Regions from separate parts of the Arachis hypogaea genome. Here region 2 is linked to region 1. A link is a contact called in public Hi-C data. All regions are on one chromosome and are shown on one strand. The core of a region is the stretch at or near the end of the contact, and the rest is flanking DNA. Distances in the headings are between cores, read along the strand shown.

Region 1 (6,310 bases), core at 2,855-5,354:
ACAACTCTACCATAGTTTAGTTTGTTCTATTTAGTATTAGAGATATAAATATTTATTTATATCTTTTTACTAGTTAAATTTTTTAAAAGAAGTAGTTTATGATATAATATAAAAAATTTTATAATAAAAAATTTATAATTTGATTTTTGTTATTTTTTAAACGAGAAAAAAATAATATAAAATAAATAAAAAAATTTATGCAAAAATTCATACAAATTTCAAAAAAAAATTTACATAAAAATATCTTAAAAATATAATTATTTATGTATTGCTTTTAATCAATTAAAATTAAAAAAATTGATTTTATCGCCGATAATAAAAAAGCAAAAAGTGATATATAACAATAACATCTTGGATTATGTTGAAGCTAATTACGAACGTTGGATTCGGCACATGTATGCATATATTAAAAGGGGAATTTTAATATTTATTTTTCTAAATTATTGGAGAAGATTATCAAGAATAAATTGGTTTGAATTTACTAGTTATTTTGTTAGAAGATTATATATAAGTTTTTTTGGCATACAAATTTATATAAGTTAGTATAAATCTAATAAAAACAATCTCAGTTTAAATTGCGTGTAAATACATGCTTTTCCAATTCTTGAATAGCGCAAATAGTTCTTTTCCTTAATCAAAATCGCAACGCACTCAAAATTTAAACGATCAAAATCTTTTAAAAATTTCTCAAAAACGTCGTAAAAAGGGAAGGAAGTTTCAAAGATGAGTTCAAAAAGAATTATGAGAAAGTGAAATAAGAAGATGAAGAAGAAGAAATGGTAGAAGATGAAGAGGAGGAAGAGGAAGAATTTTGAATTATACAGAATTTATCAGTATAAATCCACCGAAAATTCTTAAACAATATACATAAATGTCTTAGTCTTGCACCGAAATTTGCTACAACTACACAAAAATATTTTCTCTAATACTGCATTTTCTTCTTCTTCTTCTTTTTTCTTATTTCTTTCTTTTTTTTTTAGTTGAATGAATGTAAGTTCACGCTCTTCCAAGTAATTTTGCAGTATTATGTATTTCTTCTTCTTCTTTGTTTGATTTTTTTGTTTTTATTCTTGTTAATAGAATAAAACAAGAAGAAACTGGATAAGGTAAAATAAGAAAGGAAAGATGAATAAGAAAAAAAAAAGATGGTGATGATAATGAAAAAAAAAGAAGAAGAAGCAACAAAAGATGAGGAGGAGGAAGAGGAAGAGTTTTGAATTATGCAGAATTTATGAGTACAAATCCACAAAAAAATCTTAAACAATACACATAAATGTTTTAATTTTACACCGAAATTTGCTGCAAATATACAAAAATATTTTTTCTAATATTATATTTTTTTTCTTTTTTTCTTTATTTTTTTCTTTCTTATAGTTGAATGAATATAAATTCATCTTCTTCCAAGTAAGTTTGCAGTATTATGTGTTTTTTTTATTTTTTTTATTCTTGTTAAGAAAGCAAAACAAGAAACTTGAGAAGGTAAAATAAGAAAGGAAATATGAATAAGAAAAAAAAAGAAGATGGTGACGATGATGAAAAAAAGAACAAGAAGCAGCAGAAGATGAGGAGAAGGAAGAGGAAAAGTTTTGAATTATGCAGAATTTATCAGTACAAATTCACCAAAAATTCTTGAATAATAAACATAAATATCTTAGTTTTACACCGAAATTTACTGCAACGACACAAAAATATTTCCTTTAATGCTGCATTTTTTCTTCTTTTTTTCTTATTTCTTTCTTTTTTTTTAGTTGAATAAATGCAAGTTCATCATCTTCTAAGTAATTTTGCAGCATTATATATTTTTTCTTCTTCTTTGTTTGTTTTTTTTTCATTCTTGTTAAGAGAGTAAAACAAGAAAAAATTTGAAAAGGTAAAATAAGAAGGAAAATATGAACAAGAAAAAGAAGAAGAAGAAGATGGTGATGATGATGATGAAAAAAGAAGAAGAAAAAGAAGCAGCAGAAGATGAGGAAGGAGAAAGAGAAAGAGTTTTGAATTATTCAGAACTTATCAGTACAAATCTACCAAAAATTCTTAAATAATATACATAAATGTCTTAGATTTACACCGAAATTTGCTGTAAATACACAAAAATATTTTCTTTGATGCAGAACTCCTACACTACATTTAATTCAAACCATCAACGATGAACATCAATTTTCACAAACAAAAACAATATTATTCACCTACTGAATCATAAACTACTAACAAAAATATTAACTAGAATCGAACCACATCTCAACCACCTGATTGGATTCAAAACAATAATCCACTTCTCTTGTTTAATTGACAATCTGAACATAAATCATTCATTATCTTCAACAACAAGATAACTATTCAAAACTGATTTCAGAGCTTGATTTCAAGAACGTAGAGAACGAAGAAAATTGTAAAAAATGAAGAAAGAAAATGCAGAGAACGAATGAAGAAAAATGCATAGATAGAAGAGAACGTAGATCGAAAACGTTAAGGAGATTCGAAAAAGGAAACAAAATCCTTTCAAAAAAGACAGTTATATATTCGTGCGTTGATTGAAAAGTTAGTTAAATAGTGATGTGTGAGGTAAATTAGGTTAAAAAGACTTTTATAGACTTATATGTGTAAATGACTTGTATATGAAAAATATTTGTATTATTAAATAATTGATAAAGACAAAATGTATATTGTATTACATCTATTACCTATTTACCTCATCCTATCATAATCTTCAATCACTCTAAGAATAGTTTTTACGGGTTAATAGTTAAATTAGTCCCGGAAAAATAAGACATTATTCAAATTCATCTCTAAAAGATTTTTTTTAATCAAATTGGTCCTTCAAAGATTGCGAATTAATCATATCTATCCTCTAATCACTCCACTAACAAATTTTTTCAAAGATTGATGTTATAAAACGTTAATTGATAACATATATAATATTTGATATGTCTAATTGGATATATTTATGAAAATTATTAATTTAGTCATTTTTTCTAATTACAAAAATTCTATTCCTAATATCACCTAGTGACTAAATTGATAGATTTTTGTAAATATATTTAGTCAACGTTTAATTGAACATGTTATGTGTCATGTATGCTATCAGTTAACATTTTACATCATTAATCATTGACGAAAATTATGAGTGAAGTAACTGAAGGACAAATATGATTAATTCGTAATCTTTGAAGGACTAATTTGATTAAAAAAATTTTTTAGGGACAAATTTGAAGAATACCTTATCTTTTAGGAACGAATTTGATTATTAACCCGCAAAATTAATTTCTACTAGAGTATCATCATAATCATTGTCAATTATTATTAAGTAAAGATTATTTTACCTCTTTATATTGATTTGGTAAAAGTTTTAAAAATATTTTTAAAATTATTTATTTTATTTTAATTTTGTTTCAAAAAATTTTTATTTGTATTAAATATATTTTTAACAGCTAATTTTTCAAAAAAATATGATCAATTCAATAATAATTTCATAAAAATAACTTTTAATACAAGTAAATCAAGTATAATTTTCATGTATTATTGTTGGATTAGTCTTAACTTTTTTGAAAATTTAGTTATCGAAACATATTTAATGCAAATTAAAATCTTGTGAGCTAAAATTAAAATAAAATAAAATTTATGTTTAATTTTAAAATTTTTATTAAACTTAAAAAATAAAAAATATACTTTATCTTTAAATACGAATAAAATGCCAAAATGAATGAACAAAACAAATTGCGTACACATTATTTAAACATTGCAGCTTCATAAAAGTTTTATATTATAGATAGGTCATAATACATTTAAAATGTCAATTTTTTCTCTATCAATTTTTTGTTTAAAAATTTTAATTGTATTTTATAGTTCAATATGATATTTTTTATTTTGGTACATAAAATGATAGTTTATTTTCTTTTTTTTTTTTTGGTCAAGAGTTTATTTTCAAATATTTTTAATCTTTTGGACATTTGGGTCTCAAAGTAAAACTGTCTCAGAATATTCCAATAACTGACTAAAGCCCAAACTTTACAGACCCAAGAAAATGTCCAAACCTAACACAACATATCACCAAAACTTTTTTAACAATAATGTATAATGCTAACATTACTTTAGTAAGAAATTTCCTATCTAACAAAAAAAAAAAACAAAGAAATTTCCAAGAAACCAAGAACAACACGCACTATAACCTCTTGAAAATTCTCGTCCAAAACTCAACCTCCTGAAAATTTATTGGCTTCTAATACCTAAAAAAACGAAATAAAAAAAATAATGGCTTGAATAATATTGTAATATTTTAATAAGGAAGAAAGTAACTTTAATTCAAATATTAACAAAACTCCACAATTTCAATAACAATAAAATATAGGTTTGAAGAAATCTGTTAAAAGTTAAGATTCCCCAATACCTTGTTTTCTTTGAAAATAATACGAGTTCGTCAATTTGTGAAAGAAAAATTTGTTAGAATTTGTTATTGTTAGTAGAATGGGTTGAGATATATTCGATTGGATTGATGTAAATGATGAATTCTCTATTTTTTCATTTTTAGAGTTATATAAGACTCAGTCTAACTGTACTTTACATGAATAATTTTATAATTTCAAATTCTCTTTTCAGTCTTTTTCTTTCTAGTTCTCTAATTCTCTGCTCAAACTAGAATTCGTTCATGATATCAAAAACTGTGGTACCTTGATCCATAGCTTCATTCATCACTGCTGACTCTGCTAACTCAAACCTTCTAAACAATAATGCTATCATTGTTCCAGCAATTTTCATTCCAAAAAATTTTTAAAATCCATAGCCTACAAATTGGGAGAGAACAACTTCAAAACATGACAAGCACAGATACTTGCAGCAATCAGAGGCCAAGATAATCTCAGGCGTGATTCAATTCCTCCTCAATTTGAATCTAATGCTTATGCTCTCACTAGTACTGGATCAAAGACTTAAAAGCAATGGAGACAAGAACATTACAACTTAATTTCTTTCCTTTTAGCCTCCATAGATCAAGATTTCAATAACAAGATGATTGGCAACACCTTTTGTTATGAAATATGAAAAAAGCTTGAAGATTACTTCGTCAAGACGGCAAGATACAAAGTTAAGCAACTCAAATCTAAAATTAAAACTATCAAGAAAGTTGGGTTAACTGTTACCGATTACATTAATAAGCTCAAACACCTCTTTTATTCCTTAATAGCGTTGGAAAATCTTCTCACTACTGAAGAACAAATTGATGTTATCATTGAGAGCCTCAATGAAGATTATCAAATATTCATATCCACAGTCTCTGTAAAAACAGAATCATTCACACTCAATAAAGTTGAGAATTTACTAAAAACACATGACAACATGCTAGAAAGATTTCACAAATCAGAATCCATGATTGCTGATGAGCGGATAATTTATACGCTTTTTGGCATTGTTTTTAGTATGTTTTTAGTATGTTTTAGTTAGTTTTTATTATATTTTTATTAGTTTTTAGTTAAAATTCACTTTTCTGGACTTTACTATGAGTTTGTGTGTTTTTCTGTGATTTCAGGTATTTTCTGACTGAAATTGAGGGACCTGAGCAAAAATCTGATTCAGAGGCTGAAAAGGACTGCAGATGCTGTTGGATTCTGACATCCCTGAACTCGAAGTGGATTTTCTGAAGCTACAGAAGCCCAATTGACGCGCTCTCAACTGCGTTGGAAAGTAGACATCCTGGGCTTTCCAGCAATGTATAATAGTCCATACTTTGCCCGAGATTTGATGGCCCAAACAGGCATTCCAAGTCAGCTCAAGAATTCTGGCGTAAAACGCCAGAACTGGCACAAGAATGGGAGTTAAACGCCCAAACTGGCACAAAAGCTGGCGTTTAACTCCAAGAAAAGTCTCTACACGAAAATGCTTCAATCCTCAGCCCAAGCACACACCAAGTAGGCCCGGAAGTGGATTTTTATGTCATTTACTCATTTTTGTAAACCCTAAGCTACTAGTTCTCTATAAATAGGACCTTTTGCTATTGTATTATCATCTTTTGATCACTTTAGATCCTTAGATCATCTTTGGACGTCTAGTTCTTAGATTATTGGAGGCTGGCCTCTCGGCCATGCCTAGACCTTGTTCTTATGTATTTTCAACGGTGGAGTTTCTACACACCATAGATTAAGGTGTGGAGCTCTGCTGTACGTCGTGTATTAATGCAATTACTATTGTTCTTCTATTCAATTCGGCTTATTCTTGTTCTAAGATATCACTTGTTCCTCAACTTGATGAATGTAATGATCCGTGACATTCATCATCATTCTCACCTATGAACGTGTGCCTGACAACCACCTCCGTTCTACCT
Region 2 (6,310 bases), core at 1,931-4,430, 36 kb before region 1:
GGTGGTTGGAAATTAACATTGGAGTAGTTGTAGATGATCACATAACATAGGCAATAAAGCAGTAAATTAAATTAGTTGATGAAATTAAGAAAGTGATGGTTAGGTAAAAGATGTGTGTATACTCACAGAACATTCATTGCACGCCTTCTCCACCAAAGGAAAGTGTTGAAGACCAGAATGTCTGCATCAGTCCAATGCCTAGCATGCTTCTCAATGCTCTTGACCCTCACAATTCTATTTGCTACTCTATGGTTTATTGGATCATCTGAGTTTGATTCTACTAGTAGTGGGGCCCAATAGAACTCTATGCTTGCATTGTATTCCTTTCATTTCAATTTTGTCAAAGTTAACATCCATAAACTGTTATTTAGTCACATAATAATAAGTTGTTTTCTTTTGCAATTGTCAAATGTTGGCTAATTAATAATCAAACCCATGTGTCTAATCAGAACTTGTTTCTCTGCTCATGTTTTGAAACATGAGAAAATTAAAGAATTAGTTTAATAGTAGTGTAGTGGGTTTTTTCAAGAATAAATTACAATGACTTCGCTCTTTTATATTTAGTAAAATTTATTGTGATTTTTCTTTATGAATTTGATTTTACTGCATTGTTAGTACAATGTAAAATAGTTTTATACGTGCATTCAATTATGTAACATTCTATTAATAAAAATAATTATTTTTTTATATTAATTACGTAGTCATTTAAAAAGACAGATGTAATTTGACGACTGTGTAAAATAGTTTACACCATCAATACATTAAAATTAAATTTTTTTTATTTATTCATTAGTTGATATTAATTTCCTTTAATTTCAGGAGAGGACAAGATTATATTTATAAGTGTTTAATATTATATTTCACAAAATATAAAACTATATATCTAAATTTTAAATTTGATCAATGTTTAATTTTAGAAATAAAGAAAAATTAATTTGGATTTCAAGGATATCAAGTGAATATATAGTCATTATACTTGCCATAAAATATATATCATAAATTAAAACTCTTTTAATTATATAATCATATTAGCTATAAAATATATTTTGCATAGTATTTTTTATTAGGTTTAATTATCCTGTCAGTTCCTATAGTTTCATTAAATTTTTAATCAGGTAGGTCTTTTATACTTTTTTTTTTCTTTTCAATTAGATCCCTATACCGTGTCATATTTTATAATTAAGTCCCTACCGTGACAAAAACGTTGAAATTAAGGAAATATTCTGTTAAATTATATAGAATATTCAGTCAAGTGTTAGACATATTCATTTTGTTTGACAGAATATTCTGATAATTCTAACGTTTTTGTTACTATGGACTCAATCAAAAATAAAAACCTAATTAAAAATTCAGTAAAAGTATAGAGATTCATAGGATAATTAAATTTTTTATTATTGTTTATTGTTCCATGTTCATGCGACAATAGAAGCAACTATATATAGCTCTATTCTTCTTCTACTTATAATGCCTAAGATTACTTACTATGGCCTTAAAAATACTTAGTGATCCATTGGCAATGGTGCGCATTGATTTAAGAGATGGGAGCACTGAAGACTCAACAAGGCAAACCATTGAAATCCATTGGCCTCTATTGAGTGAATCCCCAACAAACACAAGCCTCTTGTTCCTTAGCTTTTCAAGCATTGCTGTTGCATTGAACCTATAATTATTATATAACACAAAAAGATGGGCCACATTCAACAAAGCTAAAAAATATAATATAAATTGACTAAATTAATACATTAAAAAAAAAACTAATGTATGGTAAAATATATCGTTTGTTATTGAAATTTGTTAAAAATTTTAAAAATATTCATAAGTTTTATGTTGTTTTAATTTTATTCTAAGTTTTTTATTCGTATCAAATATATTCCTTACAGCTAAATTTTCAAAAAATTTAGGACTAATCTAGTAATAATACATGACAAATATGTTTGGTTTACTTGTGTTGAAGGATGTTTTGTGAATATTGTTACTGAATTGGTCCTAAATTTTTTGAAAAATTAGTCGTCAAGAGTATATTTGATTCAAATAAAAAAATTTTAAAACAAAATTAAAATAAAATAAAACTTAGATATATTTTTAATAAATTTTAAAGACAAAAAATTATGTTTTACCCATTAATTATGTATCAATAATTGTCTAGAGAAGTTTGAATGCTTTAAACAGTGTAAAAAAACTAATTTTAGTGACAATAGTATTATATTATGACCATTTTTTTAAGTTAATTTTTTGTAACAATTATGTATTTATTATTATTATTATTATTATTATTATTATTATTATTATTATTATTATTATTATTATTATTATTATTATTATAAGTTATAGAATTTTTTTTAACCTTAAGAAAGGTTTTTACCGATAATTAATAACTGTCACTAAAGCTTTAGCTTTTAACGACAAAATAAAAAACGATTAATAATATTAATTAGGATAAATCTATTTACGGCAATTATAGCCGCCAAAGCCAAAATACATTACCACTGAATTAAAATTAGTTGTCTCTGAGCAATAGTCTTGTCAAAATATAGGTCTATAGTACTAATATCTGAACAAAAATTTGTCTCTTAACACAAACCAACAATTGTCTATCTAGATATGTATTGATGATTTTTCAATGTACTAAATTAGTCAAACTAACCTGAAAATTGAAAGAATAGATATCATAAAATTATAATTTTCCAAAATTAAAAGAAAAAATGTGATAATAAGCTAATACTTAATTAAGGGGATGGAAATTAATTAATTAAAAGACCTTGGTATGTGACATTGGTGTGGCTGCCACCTCCAATTCTGGTAGCTAAGGTCCTTCCTTCCAAACTTCTCACAAGCCAATTGATCTGACATGTATGTGCATTGCTTCTCTTTGTATAATGGATGAGTTATGTTGTCAAAAACCCACTTACCATTAAACATGTTGCATTTTGATTCTTCAATAATTGATGACATACTATTACTACTACTCTCTTCAAACCATTCTCCTCCTTCTTGTGTTAGATAAACGCCAGTCACAACTACAATTGTTGTTAGTACTAAAACAAGTGATTGAAATGTGCTTCTTATTCCTCCATTATTAGTACTAGTGTTTCCTAACACTATTTCTTGTGATGCCTTATTTGCCATTTATTACAATAATTGCTTGCACCTTTCTTTGTTTTTTTCAAGATGCAATGCAATATAATGATTCCTCAATTTTAATTTTGAAGCTTTCTTGATGATGGATAGTGAGGTAGAAGATTATTGTCATCCATAGCCAAACATGTCCCACTGAAAATGGTAGGTGGAGAACAATGATGCATTTAGAAGTTTAGTGTACTTGATATTTCTTAACTCATAGTGTTTTACAATAAGAATCAGATAATAATGTACTATATTCAACATTGACTAATTAAAATTTAGCTCCAATTTATATAGATTAAAAATTAATGTTAGATGTATAATTATTTGTTTGCTTTCTATTTAAGATTTAAATTTATAGAATAAATAATTTTATGAGATAATGCATATTAAACTATTTAGAAAGATATTTTATGCTTCATCTACTAAACTTTACTATATACCTTACCTTATTTTATGTGGTTTAATATGATGGCAATTATTTGAAGCACTATTTTTTTAAAAATATTCTATAGTAATTATGTTGTTTGGAACTTTGATTTGATATGATATGATATGATATGTGGAGGGAAGGATCAATTAAATGATATATATTAAGGTTATGTTGTTGACGTTTTCACAACCAATGACATTGCTTGAAGAATGGTCGAAGCCCTTACTGTCCTCTCCACTATCTTAAGTCCTTTTCTACCTCAAAACACAAATGAGGAAGAGATAAGAGAAACCAACAAAGTAGTGTCACTTTCTTAATTCCCTCATGTGTATGTATGCATGCTTCATATATCAAATCTTCTTTTTTAGTGGGTTAGCAAACTAAGGTAACCACATACTAGGTAGATTTATTTGCAACTTTTAAGAGTGTTTCTGGTAAGAGTTACATTTGCAATTTACTCTTTTAGTATACTAGTATATTTTTGGGTTACGTGTTTGGTTGTTGAGGATAAATATATAATAAAAAGAAAAATAATTAACGAATTTAGTTAATATGCACGATATAATAGTATACAATTATGTTAAGCGTGCTATTATTCAATTATATTTAAGAATCTGAACAGACTTTAAGTAGTAGAAAATACAGTACATGCAATAATTGTAATAATACATAATTAGATTATAATATAAAATTTTATTTTGGAAATATATTCAAATTAACCAAAGCATACAGTACATGCATATGTACCAATAATGTACCAATTAGCTGAAATACATAATTAAATCACATAAGCTAATTTATCATGATACTACTTTTTTTTAATTTAGGCTGATAAAAAATATATATAAATGATTATATTTTTTAAATAAGAGTTTTTTTTTAAATTTGGTTAAATTTTTATATTTTTCTTAATTTGCCTTGTGCTAAATTCTTTTTCTTTTGGAATCTTACAAGATTTGAATTTTAGATTTTTCGATTATAAAACTTTGATAATATATTATGATATTAGCTACTTTTCCTAAGTTGATCATAAAAAAAGATATATGAATAGTTATATCTCTACCACAATTATTCTACTCTAATTCCTAATATTTGGACACATCCTTGTGTAAGAAATTACAAATAGTTTAACTTTCTTTATAAATTTTAGTGTTAAAAAAATTGCATACACAAAATTAATTAAATGCTATCAATCATTTAATTTACAAAACTTTTGAATTTATTGATAAATTTAATTATAATATACTAATAGTGTAAAAATTTTTATATAGTCATCTTGTTTAGATAATTTTTTAAGTAATAAATTTAAAAATTAATTATTTTTATTAATATAATAAGAATATATAATTAATTGTTTGTGTAAAATTATTTTATACTAATAACGTATAAAATTTAAATCTTTTATTGATAGTTGAGCCGCATATTTCAATTGATGCATGTACTACTACAGAAAAACATGACTAATTATTTATATAATTTTTTTTCTACAGTCATTTTTAATATATAAATTAAAATAAAAAAATAAAAATTTTTATTTAAGTAAGGAATGAATTAAGGTTATATATATATATATATATATATATATATATATATATATATATATATATATATATATATATATATAAATAAAGGCATTTAAGTAAATTTTTTTTGCAAAAGTTTTAAGAATCTAAATATAATAATGCAGGTATCTTAATTTCTACTTCCGTCTCTATTTATCCACAAAAATAGATTTCATTTCTATGAAAATTTTGTAGATTTCTGTTAATCTCTATTGCGGATAATCTTTGTGAGTATCTGCAAGTTCGGGACAACCATATATGGATGAACTTCTTCTAATAAGGTGAATAATTGGTAAAATGAAAAAATGAATGTTAAATATTTCTTGAATTAAAGTAGTAGGACTTATGTATAATGAAGGCTAGAAATTTAATAGTGATTACATATTTATTTTTTTATTTTATTAAAGTTTCCATAATAATAATTAATATCTTTTCTATTATTTATATCTTTTATTATGAATTAATATATTTTTTTTTTGTCTGTCATGGTGTTTATCGTGGCCAATAGTAACTAATTCTTTATCACTTAAACTTCCAGTTAAAGATTATACATCTAGTAATAAATTTTAGGAACTGAATCCTCACCACTTGATTAAGGGACTAATGATCGGATAACCAATACTATATATACTAGACCTTCGTTTAATTTTGATATACTTATAATATAATAAATTTTATATTGTCATCTAATCAAATTATTTTCTTAAATTTTTTTAAAATAATATATGTAAGCACTATATAATTAATTTTAGTGATATGATCATTAATTTGATATTTATGATTAAATGTTTGCATAAATTTCTTTAATTTATACAAATAAAGCTTTTGTTTTCAATTATACCAAGGAATATCTTTGGATAAGGATGGGTTGAAGATAAATCTATGGCTCAGGCTGTTCATTAATGGAGATCTCATGAAGTCAAAAGTAAAACAAGTTCCGTGAAGACAAGAAAATGCATGGCATTCTTTTTTTTCCATCACTTCTTTTGGTGCAAACTTATCCGAGGTTCCACAACTTTTGTCTTGCCCCTTTTAGAAGTTTTAGTATGAAAAAATACTATGTATTTTGGTATATTTTATTGTTGTAATATTGTTTAGTTGGTCTTTTTTTTATATGTCGAAATTAGGACTTATATATCTATTCTGGATTGTATATATATTTTTCTTTGATTTTTTGTATCAATATTTTTTATCT

What was found. Hi-C and Micro-C count contacts between places; a contact is called where the count stands out from the background.
Region 2: a Hi-C map of an unstated tissue shows a contact between it and region 1, with 2.9 times the contacts expected there. The contact joins the promoter of LOC112751012 here to the enhancer-like site in region 1. A contact is called at or near these places in 4 of 8 Hi-C or Micro-C datasets (leaf and an unstated tissue).

What each region holds. Positions count from the first base shown.
Region 1 is chr2:91,924,360-91,930,669 of arahy.Tifrunner.gnm2.J5K5, reverse strand. No RefSeq gene overlaps it. Among protein-coding and RNA genes, the nearest start is that of LOC112751003, 11 kb to the right of the region's middle. Within about 2 kb of position 4,104, at least 1 of the 3 cell types and tissues checked has open chromatin away from gene starts, as enhancers often do.
Region 2 is chr2:91,959,602-91,965,911 of arahy.Tifrunner.gnm2.J5K5, reverse strand. LOC112751012 (protein trichome birefringence-like 34) reads right to left here and starts at 3,180. Exons shown (of 5, transcript XM_025799989.3): 1 at 2,759-3,180; 2 at 1,483-1,660; 3 at 127-323. The coding sequence starts at 3,126.